Linked DNA regions of Macaca mulatta: region 2 is linked to region 1. Evidence: chromatin contacts called from public Hi-C data. All regions are on one chromosome and are shown on one strand. Each heading gives the region's core, a stretch centred on a gene start, on an enhancer-like site or on the middle of the called end of the contact. The rest is flanking DNA. Distances are from core to core; before and after follow the strand shown.

What was found. Hi-C and Micro-C count contacts between places; a contact is called where the count stands out from the background.
Region 2: a Hi-C map of liver shows a contact between it and region 1, with 2.2 times the contacts expected there. The contact joins the promoter of ZNF112 here to the promoter of ZNF235 in region 1. A contact is called at or near these places in 2 of 14 Hi-C or Micro-C datasets (fetal cortex germinal zone and liver).

What each region holds. Positions count from the first base shown.
Region 1 is chr19:56,688,607-56,694,830 of T2T-MMU8v2.0, reverse strand. ZNF235 (zinc finger protein 235) reads left to right here and starts at 3,249. Exons shown (of 5, transcript XM_077983222.1): 1 at 3,249-3,585; 2 at 4,843-4,905. The coding sequence starts at 3,367.
Region 2 is chr19:56,730,970-56,737,193 of T2T-MMU8v2.0, reverse strand. ZNF112 (zinc finger protein 112) reads left to right here and starts at 2,220. Exons shown (of 5, transcript XM_077983245.1): 1 at 2,220-2,380.

The DNA.
Region 1 (6,224 bases), core at 2,000-4,499:
GGTATGTACATTGCTTTTGTTTCTTTTTTCTTTTTTCTTTTTTCTTTTTTTTTTTTTTTTGAGACAGAGTCTCACTCTGTCGCCCAGGCTGGAGTGCAGTGGCACGATCTCGGCTCACTGCAAGCTCTGCCTCCTGAGTTCACGCCATTCTCCTGCCTCAGCCTCCCAAGTAGCTGGGGCTACAGGTGCCCGCCACCATGCCTGGGTAATTTTTTTGTACTTTTAGTAGAGACAGGCTTTCACCATGTTAGCCAGGATGGTCTCGATCTCCTAACCTCATGATCCGCCCGTCTCAGCCTCCCAAAGTGCTGGGATTACAGGCGTGAGCCACCGTGCCTGGCCGTACATTGCCTTTTTTTTAGACATAATGCTATTACACAGGTAAATGGTATGTTTACAGTATAGTATAAACATAACTTTTATGTGCACTAAGAAACCAAAAAAATCATGTGACTCACTTTATTGAGATATTCATTTTATTGCGGTGGTCTGGACCCAAACCTGCAATATCTCCCAGGTATGCACATATTAAGAAAACTTTGGTCAAGTAAGGTGGTCATGCCTGTAATCCTCTGCACTTTGGAAGGCTGAGGTGGGAGGATTAGGATTGCTTGAGGCTAAGAGTTAGAGACCAGCCTCTGCCACATAGGAAGACTCCATTTCTACAAAAAAATTACGTTAAAAAATTATCCAGGCATGGTGGTACATGCCTCTAGTCCTAGCTACTCAAGAGGCTGAAGCAGGAGGATTACTTGAGCCCAGGAGTTTAAAGTTACAGTGAGCTATGATGATTTCACCAGTGCACTCCAATGTAGGCAACAGAATGAGACCCTGTCTCTAAACAAAATACTTTCTGCCCTGAGGTTCATAAAGGTATTAGCCCATATTATTAAGTGGTGTAATTACTTCTGGAACTAATTACCCAGTGTTAGGTCAAACTTCACAGATTAAGTGCACAGTCCTCATAAGACTTTTTTCATTCCAAACTGCAAGTTCAAGGGTTTCCATGCCACCCTCACTTCTGACCAGCTGACCACTTCTGATCACTAGCCTCTCAGGTTTAATAATTTACTGAAACAACTCACAGAACCCAGGAAAATTATATTTATTAATTACAGCTTTATTATAACAAAAGGATACAAATCAAAACCAACCAAAGGTAGAAAATGCATAGGGCAAGGTCTGGGAGGGTTCCAGATAGAAAATTCCATGGTTCTTTCTCTTGAAATCAGGACACATTACCCTCCCAGCACACAGCTGTATGAGAATACTTGCCAACCAAAGAAGTCTATCCAAGCTTGTATTCATAGATTTTATTAGGGCTTTATTACATAGGTGTGATTGATTGAAGAACTGACGTGTAACTCAATCTCTAGCCCCCATCCTCTACACAGGCTGATGTTATTTGGCTCAGAGTCCTAAACTTCAAATCACATGATCGATCTGTCTGGTGTAACCAGCACCTATCTGAAGTAATCTCACTAGCATAACTTATCTAGAGGCCCATGATGTGTTTCTGTCAGAGACAATCTGTCAGATAGAGTGTGAGTGGCCCACCGTGAATAACAAACAGCTTCTATAATTCAGGATATTTTAAGAGTTTAAATGCCATCTCCCAGGAACTAGGGACAGAGGCCAAAAAAGTTGGAGAAATCCAGAATGTGTAACATCATAACAACTGACCTAATTCCTTCAACAGGCCAGGGTCTGAAAAAGGGGATGATGCAGTAGTGTTCAATAATAAATACACCTAAGTAGATAAATAAAATGAATAGACTGGATATTGATTTGACAAACCAGTCATAAGATACTTTTAGGTAATCAGGAAATTTTTAAAGCAGATTGGGTATGTAAAGGAAAATAAAAATCTCAGGATCTTCCAAACTTAGGCAAATGTGGAGATTAAGCCCTGGAGTTCATGAATTGTAATACCCTCTTCCAAATGAACAGCTATGCATTAGCCCGATCCCCATGAAAGGTGAAAAGCCTCAGGTATTTGGGAAGAGCTTTCCCCATAGATCATTCATAAGTAAACTTATGTGCAAGTAAAACCTTGCAGTCTTTCTCCAAGCCCATGTGTGATACGATTCTTCTGGTACACCAAGGCAAGAAACTCTGGGATACAAGACGCCTCTTGTGCTTGCGATAAGGCAGGGGTCTAATTGAGCTAACACAAGCCTCCTATGGATGGCTAAACTAAAAAAGTACCCTGTGAAATACGCCCACTGGGGCTTCAGGAGCTGTAAACATTCACCCCTAGACACTGTCGTTGGGTTGGAGCTCTGCAACCTGCCGTGTGCAGGCTCCCCCTAGAGGTTTGAGCAGCTGGGCACGAAGAAACGAGCCACACCCCCATTACATGCCCTGGGAGGGGGACAAGCGAACTTTTCCCGTTTCATCACAATTTACTTTCGGCACTAACATGATTGTTCAGCTGTCTTCATCAGCAGGCCTTTATTCGAGGAGATTCCTGCCCAAGCAAACTGTTTAATTGTTCATTATGCTTCCGCAGAGACCCATCAAATTTTCAATCTCTTCCAAAGAAAGTACCAATAGATTGCACCTTAAGATTTTTTGTTTCAAAAATCCTTGCTATATCCACCAATCCCGGACTGTAGTATCATGATCATTATGCAATACTAATAAAATCCCTTGCAATGAAAGACCCGCCTTAAACATCCAGTTCTCAATCAGTTCCAACCTTGCCTTGACACTTTGCTCTGTGAAGGTGCCAACGCTCCGTCGAAGTGTTGTCCTCCATTGCTGCAATCAGCAACAAATTCCGTTGTTTGTCTTATCAACAGGTTGAGCTGATGATATTCGGGGAGCCGGCATTTGACACAAGTTTGAGATCTGGTATTCCTTAACGTTCGGCGTCCATCGGAGCTCAGCCTAAGTCACTTTTACGCTTCCCATTTTTAGCCTACCCTTTGTTTCTGCTAAAAATTTTGGTTTCTAGCTTATTTTCATAATACAAGCTGAACTTTTCACTTTTATATGCCATCACTTTAAAAATTTTACAATTATTTTCTCATGAATTTTTAAAATGAATAAAACTAAAAGGAATCTGACAGTAGTAGCGCCAGAGAAGTGTCTCAAACCCAACCGGCTTGAGTCAAAACAAAACCCAGCTGGTGGGAAGCACGACCCTTGGAGCATTCTGGGAACTGTAGTCCAGGAGTGAGAGAACTCTGAGACGCTTCCGCTTAGGAATTCTGGGAAGTGGAGTCCACGAACCGTGGGCACTCGCAGGCACTTCCGCTCCAGGAAGGCGAGGTCGGACCTGAGATAGCTCCCAGGGAGGTGAGTCAGCTCCGGGTCTCCAAGACTTCTCCGAGCCCTCTTGGCCTGGGCGTGGGGCCAGCGATGAACCGGTCCTTGGCTTGGGGAAGAGAAGCTGTGGCCAGCGCTCGAGGGCAGGGTTGGGAGACTGCGGGAGTTTGCGTCCCCTTGGCGGAACCTCTTGCGTTGGGGGCGGGCTCGCGTCGTGCTTCGAGGTTGAGGGTCTCCCGCCCTCTCTGCTGCCCTAGCCAGCCTCACGCACTTACGAGCCAGTCCTGCCTGCTCCTCGCGGCAAAATATTGGGCAAGTTACTTAATCTCTCCTTGTCTCAGTTTCCTCGTGCCTGTAAAGGGTTAGTGCGTTCCCAGTGATGTTCTTGTGAGAATTAAATGAGATTTTATAGAAATAAGCTTAAAACCAGTGCATAGGAAAATGTTGGATGCCGCCGTTAATTCTGTTATACTCAAAAAGACGCCTGTTGTTTGGAAACTCCTCTGAACCTGGGATGGGGTCGGAGATCCAGCTACGGAGCCGCTGTCCCTTCTCTAATCCTTGCCTGATGTGGGGCCGTTCCTGGATTCTTGTACTTTTCTAGCCTCTTGACAGGAGATTAGTTCCAGCCGGAGCCTGGGGAATGTCCTCTGTGTTTTATCTCAGAGAAGCGATCGTCATTACAGATTTGCAGAGTGCCAGAGGTGTCCTGAGGCGCTAATAAATGTTCAGTATTATGTGGTTGTAACCAGTAATCCCGTGTGGTTAACTTAAGTGTAACAGCATTTCTTAGAGAGTTTTAGGTTTTTAGTAGTCATTGCTTTCATGCATATGGAAAAAGAGACTTTCTTGAGGCTCCTCCAGCTGAGTAACATTTGCAAGTAATTACATCTATTGGAGGAAAAAAAAATCCGTAGCAGTTTAACTGTCATTACCAACGGACCTAATTATGTTAGACAACCAATCACAGTTACAGACTTTTCTGAGGGTCATGGTAACTCACAGGACAGAGCAATTATCTTTGAGTTCTGGGTTTCTTGAAAGATTCATTTTCTAGAAAGCATACTCAAAAGGGCAGTTTTATGAAGCATAATAGCACTTGCTTGTCAGAAGCTGCAGGAAATAGAGAATACAGGCATTATTTTCCCCATTTACAGGTGACTGAATTAAGGCACAGAGAGATTAATAATTCGCTTAAGGTTTATACTGCTTATACTGTTTATACTGATCAGTAGAAAATAAGTAGAAATGCCAAAATTTGAAGCCAGGCATTTTGGCTCTGTTACATTACCCTGCCTGTCTTTGTCTCATTTCCTTGGAGACTAAGGTTCAGAAGGAGTACGCAGGGAGCTGCATTTGATTTAGGTCTGTTAATATGAAATGTTCATGAACAAAAGCAGCTGGGTGAGGGGGCCCAGTGGTAGCTGGGATCCAGCTCCCGTTCTCACTAAGCTGTGTGTAACTGTGCCTGCCTAGAGAAAGGGAGACCTTTCTCTAAAGTGCCACATAAAGTGCCATGTTGACTAGTGGCATCCCTAACCTATCTCATGATGCCTTTGCCTCCCCCAGGTTCACTCCCCCGGAACTCCGCCTTTTCCCGGAAGGAAGAGGGGGAAAATGACCAAGTTCCAGGTAAGTTTATTTTGCCTTTCTGGTTTCTTAAAATGACATCTCATTGCACAAAGATTGGACACATTTTTCCCATTTGGAAGAGTAAAGGGAACGAAAGGTGCTTGAAAGATTGTTATATGCCGGGCTCTTGCCTTTTATTTCCAAATAATAGTATAAACATTAACAGATATATATATATATCTTAAATATTTTAAAATCTATTTCTGTGTAATATATTTATATATGTAAATATAAATTTCTAAATATATATATTTAGAGACAGAGTCTCACCTTGTTTCCCAGGCTGGAGTGCAGTGGCTTACTGCATTCTGGGCCTCCTGGGCTCAATAGATCCTCCCACCTTAGCCTCTTGAGTAGCTGGGACCACAGGCACGTACCGCCACAACCGGCTAATTATTTTTAATAGAGAGGGGATATTCCTGTGTTGCCCAGGCTGGTCTTGAACTGCTGGGCTCAAGCGATCCTCCTGCCTTGGCCTAACAGATACATTTTTTAAGTGGAAAACAACTCTCACATTACAAATATGTTTACCAATAATTTCCCACCTTCCTTTTCATTTGCACTCACAAATATATATAATCGTACTTTACGTACAATTTTGAGTTTTTTAAATTTAATTTTATATCACCTACGTTTTATCATGTCATTTTCCATCTTTTATCTGATTTTATTTTTCCTCATTCTCCATGTTTATGTAATCTATGAATTTTGCCATTTTAAGGACATTGACAATAGCAGTTTTTCCCCATATAACTTCTCTTCCCAAATAGGAATTTTGAGAATTCTACCATTTTTTTAAATCTTTAAAGTTTTAGACTCATTTTCTCGTACACGACACCTCATTTTATGGAAAGAATAAAGTATAGCTTGGTGCAGTAGCATCTGACTGATGCCAAACTCAGAGAAAGTAATTTTAGTTTCAAACAAGAGCTAGATTTCTTTCTTTAAGTAAAACCTTGTATTATAGTTAAGTATCTGTTTTATTCATTAACATGTTATTATATTTTAAAGATGTACATACTTAGTTTAAAAGTTTTATAGCACTTGGAGATTCGCCAGGAAATTTGCTCCATGGAACAGCTTTGTGAGGATGTAGATGGCCTTACCTGTATTTTAAACATAGACAGGTGTGAACCTTTAGACTTAGTGAAGTCCACTCAATGCCCAGCTGAAGTTAAAGCTTTCCGTGCCTAAGCCAGAAGTTTCAGGTATTTCATTTGGGTGAAGGCCAGACACAGTGGCTCACCTGTAATCCCAGCACTTTGGGGCTGATGTGGGTGGATCACTTGAGGTCAGGAGTTTGAGATCAGCGTGGTCAA
Region 2 (6,224 bases), core at 971-3,470, 43 kb before region 1:
TTTAATCAAACTCTTTTTTTCAGTTTTTGATACCTAGGTCATGATGTGTTACCCTGTTATATATTGTTGGCGACATTTTGTTCAGGATTTTTGCAAGTTAGTATTTATGATGAGATAGACCTGTCATTTTCTTTTTATCTCTTTCTTTTTTCTTTTTTTCTTGAGATGGAGTCTCGCTCTATCACCCAGGCTAGAGTGCTAGAGTGCAGTGGCACCATTTCAGCTTACTGCAATCTCCGCCTCCCGGGTTCAAGCGATTCTCCTGCCTCAGCCTCCGGAGTAGCTGGGACTACAGGTGCGTGCCACCACGCCCCCCCAATTTTTTTTTTTTTTTTTTTTTGCATTTTTAGTAGAGACGGGGTTTCACTGTATTAGGATGGTCTTGATCTGACCTCGTGATCCGCCTGCCTCTGTCTCCCAAAGTGCTGAGATTACAGGCATGAGTCACCGCGCCCAGCCAGACCTGTCATTTTTCTAATCTAATGAAGCCTCTCACAAATTGTGTCAGTGTTATTATAGTGGCCTCATAAAGTTAGTTGGAAAGTGTTTCCTATTTTGTTATTCTCAGGAATAATTTTAAGATGAACATGATTTCTTCTTTAAATATTTGGTAGAATTCACCGATGACACCAGATTTCAATGCCATACTCTTTTATCTGTGGCTTACTTAAAAGTGCTTTAATTAATTTCCAAACACAGTTTATAATTTAGGGTCCACTGAGGAGATAGAAACCTTACCAATTATTTGAAAAGAAAAATTCATGTATTACAGAGTTGGTAGCTAGATTTCTGAAAGAGCAGAAAAAGAACTCTAATATATGATACAAGTAGCAACTGCTGGAAGTAGCACCTGCAGCAAGCAGCAACCACCTGAGGTCTGCGGAAACAAAGTGAAGAGACAGGAATTACTAAAACTTAGAAGTCTAGAGGAAGGTCATGCTCTTCTGAAACTCAGGCCTCTGAGGAGAGGCCAGTGTTTGGCTGGTTCTGCTGTCTCTGAGCTCAGAAGCAGGGCCCTGCAGTTTCAGGACTTAGACAACTAAGGATCAATCTTTGGGAAGTTGTTTAATAATGTTTACAAGGAGCCATGATGAAATTGGTTATTCAAGTGTTAGAAAAACTGCAAATTAGGCAGCTGCTACAAGAAAAAGTACTGTTGACTGGCAGGCACAGGATATAGTATATCTCCCTGCCCCCACCACCCCTATACTCTTCTGCTAATAGTTGCCGAACACAGAACCAGATGGGGGGTGTGGAGGTAGGGAAAGATTGGCTGCAGATTCCGCCATTCCAGCCCTGTAAAGCAGAGTGAAAAATGGTGGGTTTGGAGATGAGACAATATTTATTAAATGCACACATGAATCATTTAGTTGTGTTTTTATTGATTTCTAGCCAAATTTCATTGTATTCAAAAACACATTTAGTATTTCAGTATTTTGAAATCCCGTATCATTTTACTCATTTGTACAAATTTTATGCGTGCTTGAAAAGATGTGCATTTTAGTTTTTGCTAGAATCTTTTGTTCCCCCAGCTTCACATAGGTGTCAAAATTGCTGCAGAGCTTCTGGGCTTTTCAGATCCTAGACTAGACCATTCATTCCCAGGAGAAAAGTAGCCCCAAATGCATGACTGTCCCAACTGTTTCTGAATTTTGACCCACCATTTCTCCATTATCTTGTCTTTTAATGCCTTTTGACATTTAAAAAGTTTGCTAACTTTTCATCTGCCAGATGTTTGTTCCAAATCACTAGTTTTATTATTACTGGAAGTGGAAGTATACAAAGTATTATTCTGTCCCTTGTATTTTTAAATTTCCCTTTCATTTTATAAAAAAAAAAAAAAACAACACCTCACCTATTATCAGATTGATCCTCTTTAATAGGTAAACCATATGTATTTTCAAAAACATTTCCTTGGAAAGGAGTTGTTAAGAATCAAATAGTCTCATCTCTTAATAGTGTCTTTTAAGCCACTGAGCATTTTCAAAGATTGGTCGTTACGTCTTTTTATTTTCACCTTCCTTTTCTTGATTGAGTCAACCCCTTTACGGTCCTCCCTAAATCATCCTGTCCTCCATGAGACAACTTACAGTGTTGGCTAGATCAACAGCAGGGTGAAAATAGGTGATAGATTTTTCTCAAAGAAGAAAAAAATTTCAAGATTTTACAAGGGACTTATCCCTTCTCATAATAATAACATTTTATCTGTATCACTACAGCCCTTCCATTTGCCTTATGACTCGCATTTCATCATCAGTAGTTAAAGCAGAGGAAACGTGGGAACCATTTGCTGTTTCTGCTTACGGCCTCATCAACGGCTGCATCTGTTTTTTGTGGATTCTTGGCATCTACGTTCTTGTGGATCAACAAACACAGTATGGTAGGTAGCAATAGCACTATCAGTTTCAGACGCGTCCACACCAAAATGGAATAAAAAAGTAATCCAAAGAAAGGTTGAGATCCTGTATTCCTTAAATTCGGTGTCCAGTACAAGTCAGCCCAATTTCCTTTCAGTACCTGCATTTTTAGCGCACACATCGCTTCCATTCTGTAATTCTTTTTTTTTTTCTTCCTGTATTGCAAGCTTCTCCGTTCTCTCCTTTATGGGATATTTTCTTGGTTGGTAGGTAGATAAAGTCCGATTTGGTTGAGTTTATTTGGGTTTGTGTCGCGTTTGAAGAAAAAATAAATTCAAACTCTAGGGGGAAGGCAGTAGAGCTGGACTAGCAGTAGAAAATTAGACGGCTAACCAAAAGAGAATAATAACTATACAAATACTGACTATCCAAACGAGAAAGAGACGACTTAAGGGGAAGTGCTGCCCTGCAAGAAATTCCGGGAATTGTCCATAAGATCCACAGGGTCAGAGACACACGCGCCAGGAAAGGCGCCTTTCATGCACGATCCGCTGGGGAAAATAGAGAAACATATATTCGAGCTCTCTGTCTTTGGAAGCATTTCGGTTCCGGGAAGGGGGAGTTAAGGAATTCCTTTGGGACCCGCACATGCGAAATATGATCCAGGTTGTCAGCTTGGCAGCCTGCACTTGCGTCCCAGGCAGGCAGAGAGGTGGAGAGTTATTCTAGGAATTCTGGGAAGTGTAGTTTGGGAGCCCCGTGTAGTCGGGTAACTTCCGCTCTAGGAGGCTGAGGCCGGCTCCCTGATCCCGTCGGGAATTCTGGGAAGCGTAGTCCAGGAGGTCTCTGCAGGCAGAGCCACTTCCGCCCCAGGTACGCTAGGCCGCGGCCTTCGTTCCTCCCAGAAAGGTGAGCCCTCCCCGCCCTGCGTCCTGCTCCTTCTGTCCGTACTGATGTTCCTTTTGCTGGGGGCCCGTAGCAACCGGGCAGTCGCTCTAGGGGAGGAGAATCCACTTGCGGCGAAGGGCGGGATTTGTGTTTTCTTTGAATGAGCCTTCTCCAGTGTGGGGCGGCTGGCGCATCCCCACTTAGCGCTGGGAGTTCAGGATCCTACATCGCAGGGACTGGGGATCTCCTGGGTTCTGTACTCCCCCAGCCCTTTCCCCTGGCCATCAGCCAGCTCTGCCACTTAATAGCAGTGTAATAACAGGCGCATATCTTAATCTCTCTGCCTATGTTTCTTTTTCTTAAAAATGGTACTAATATCTATCTAATGGAGTTCTTTTGAGAGTTAAATAAAAAGAGAACAGAGCCTGACAGATGGTAAAAGATGGGTCTCTTGTTATTAGCACTTTTTCATTTTCTGAGAAGCACTCAGTTCCCCGAAAGCGTCTGTGAACCCAGGATGGGGTCAGAGCTCCAGCTGCAGAGTATCCCTGGCCCTTTTCTGATCAGTGAGAGATTTTTCTTTAGGAGAGGTTCACTCCCGGCTGTCTGGGTAGTCCGCTGTAATTCATGCAGGAGTGCTGATTTCTCCCATCCTCCTTTCCTTCTTTAGCCTTGACTTCTTGAAAAAGGCTGCAGGGAGAAGGAGGGAATGATCCTTTGGCACTTGGCAGCGGAGTCTCACCTGAGTAGTACTTATCATCCTTTCTTTCCAGGGGAGACGATATTTCCTTCATTTCTTGGGAAATTCTGCTCGAAGATGCCCTGATATTTGTTCAATAAATGCAGAAACGGATGAGGGAGTACTTGGGTATGAGTAATAAAGACAGTATTTAAACATTTAGTGTTGATTATTCTAAGAGTTTGATATGAATTAACGTATTTAATCCTCACAAGAGCCCTTTGAGGCTGGGTTGGGTACTACCATTTTCATCTTAAAGATAAGCAGACACAGAGCATACGCTGGTTTAGGTCACCCAGGTGGTAAGAGCCTGAGCTGGGATTTGAATTCAAATAGTTTCCATCCATTGCTTTAGTTCTTGATGTGTTTAGTATCAGCTTCAGAAGACATGTTTGGATTTTTCTTTTTTCTTTTTTTTTTTTTTTGAGACGGAGTCTCGCTCTGTCCCCCAGGTTGGAGTGCAGTGGCATGATCTCGGCTCACTGCAAGCTCCGCCTCCCGGGTTTATACCATTCTCCTGCCTCAGCCTCCGGAGTAGCTGGGACTACAGGCGCCCGCCACCGCGCCCGGCTAAATTTTTGTATTTTTAGTAGAGACGGGGTTTCACCGTGGTCTCGATCTCCTGACCTTGTGATCCGCCCGCCTCGGCCTCCCAAAGTGCTGGGATTACAGGCGTGAGCCACCGCGCCCGGCCATGTGTGGATTTTTCTAGAGGACCCTGAAAGCAAGGTTAATGAGCTTTGAATTTTTGATGTTGTTTTAGTTATCTGTAATTTAATTTTACTTGAAATATTTATGGTTCACATTCTAATTATATAAATGATTGCATATTGTAAAAGATTAAGAAAGTATAGAAAGTGTAAAAGAAAAAAATTAATTATGCTAACCACAGGCTATAACAATAACAATATTAATATTTCAATATTTTCCTCTTCGGTAGACTTCTTTTTGAATTTTTACCCATGTTTAACCAAATAAGCTTCATAGCTTTAATTTTCCCTTAAGTTTTTACTACGGAAATTTATAAGCATAGCCAAATGTAATATGACTAAAATAATTCTGTGGAAGCATCACCCAGCTTCAACCCTTGTTAACATTTGCCAATCTTGTATCAACGCCCCGTCCCTATTTTTTTGTTTCAGTATTTTAAAGCAAATCTCTAACATCGACTTAGTATAATATTGTTTGATTGATTGTCATAATTGTCAAACATTGAGGATCATAAATTGCTTATATCCAAGACCGTGAAAGGGAAATGCCAGCAGCTACTCTAAGGTTTTCATTCGTTGCAGCTTACAGAATGGTCCTTACTTGGGAAAGCTAGGGGATGCAAGAGAGTTGTATCTTGGAGAAGGATGGTGATGAATTTTGTGTTCCAGTATAGAGTTTGCCTTGCCTAAGTCTTGTAGCTCTTTGTTTCTTATTTCTCTGTATCTATATCTATACACTGAAAGTTCTTCTATTTCTGGGACCATGTCATATTTTCCTTTGTGTGCCCAGTACACCGTACAAGGTTGTTAAAGGTTTATGGTTAGAGTAGCTACTCAACAGACAGCTGGCATCAAGGATTTGCAGTGTAGAATTGGACTTAGGTATCAAAATAGAATAGGAATAACCCCTGGAGATATTCCTTAATCTCACTGAATATTGGTAGGTTATAGAATCCACCAACTATTTCAGAGTATTGAAGAGTTGAAGAACAATGATTGGTTATGTTTTGATAATCTAAAAAAAATTTCCTAAGAAACCAGTTGTTAGAAATGATAACATTTATAGACCATGCCTTATAACTGAGGTCGTGTTTCCAGGTTTTTAAAACAAGTTTTTAAAAAATGTTTCTACAGTAAAATTGGCTATTTTGTTATTTTTGGTGTACAATTCTATTACAACACAGGTATAGTTTGTATAACAACTACCATAGTCAGAAAAAGAACAGTTCCATCACCCCAAAAACTCCCCTCATGTCTTCCCTCATAATCACCCCTCACCATATCTGTAACCACTGGCAACTACCATCACCACTAAAACTCTATTTTTGTCTTTTTGAGAATGTCATGTAAATGAACTGATGCTGTATGTAAAATTTGAGACCTGATTCTTTTACTTAGCAAATTGCTCTTGACATTCATCCAAGTTGTTGTATGTATCAATACTTCATTTCTGTTTACTTCTGTTTAACAGAAGTATCCACTTTATGCATATATCACAGTTTATCTATTCACTGGTTGATAGACTTTTTC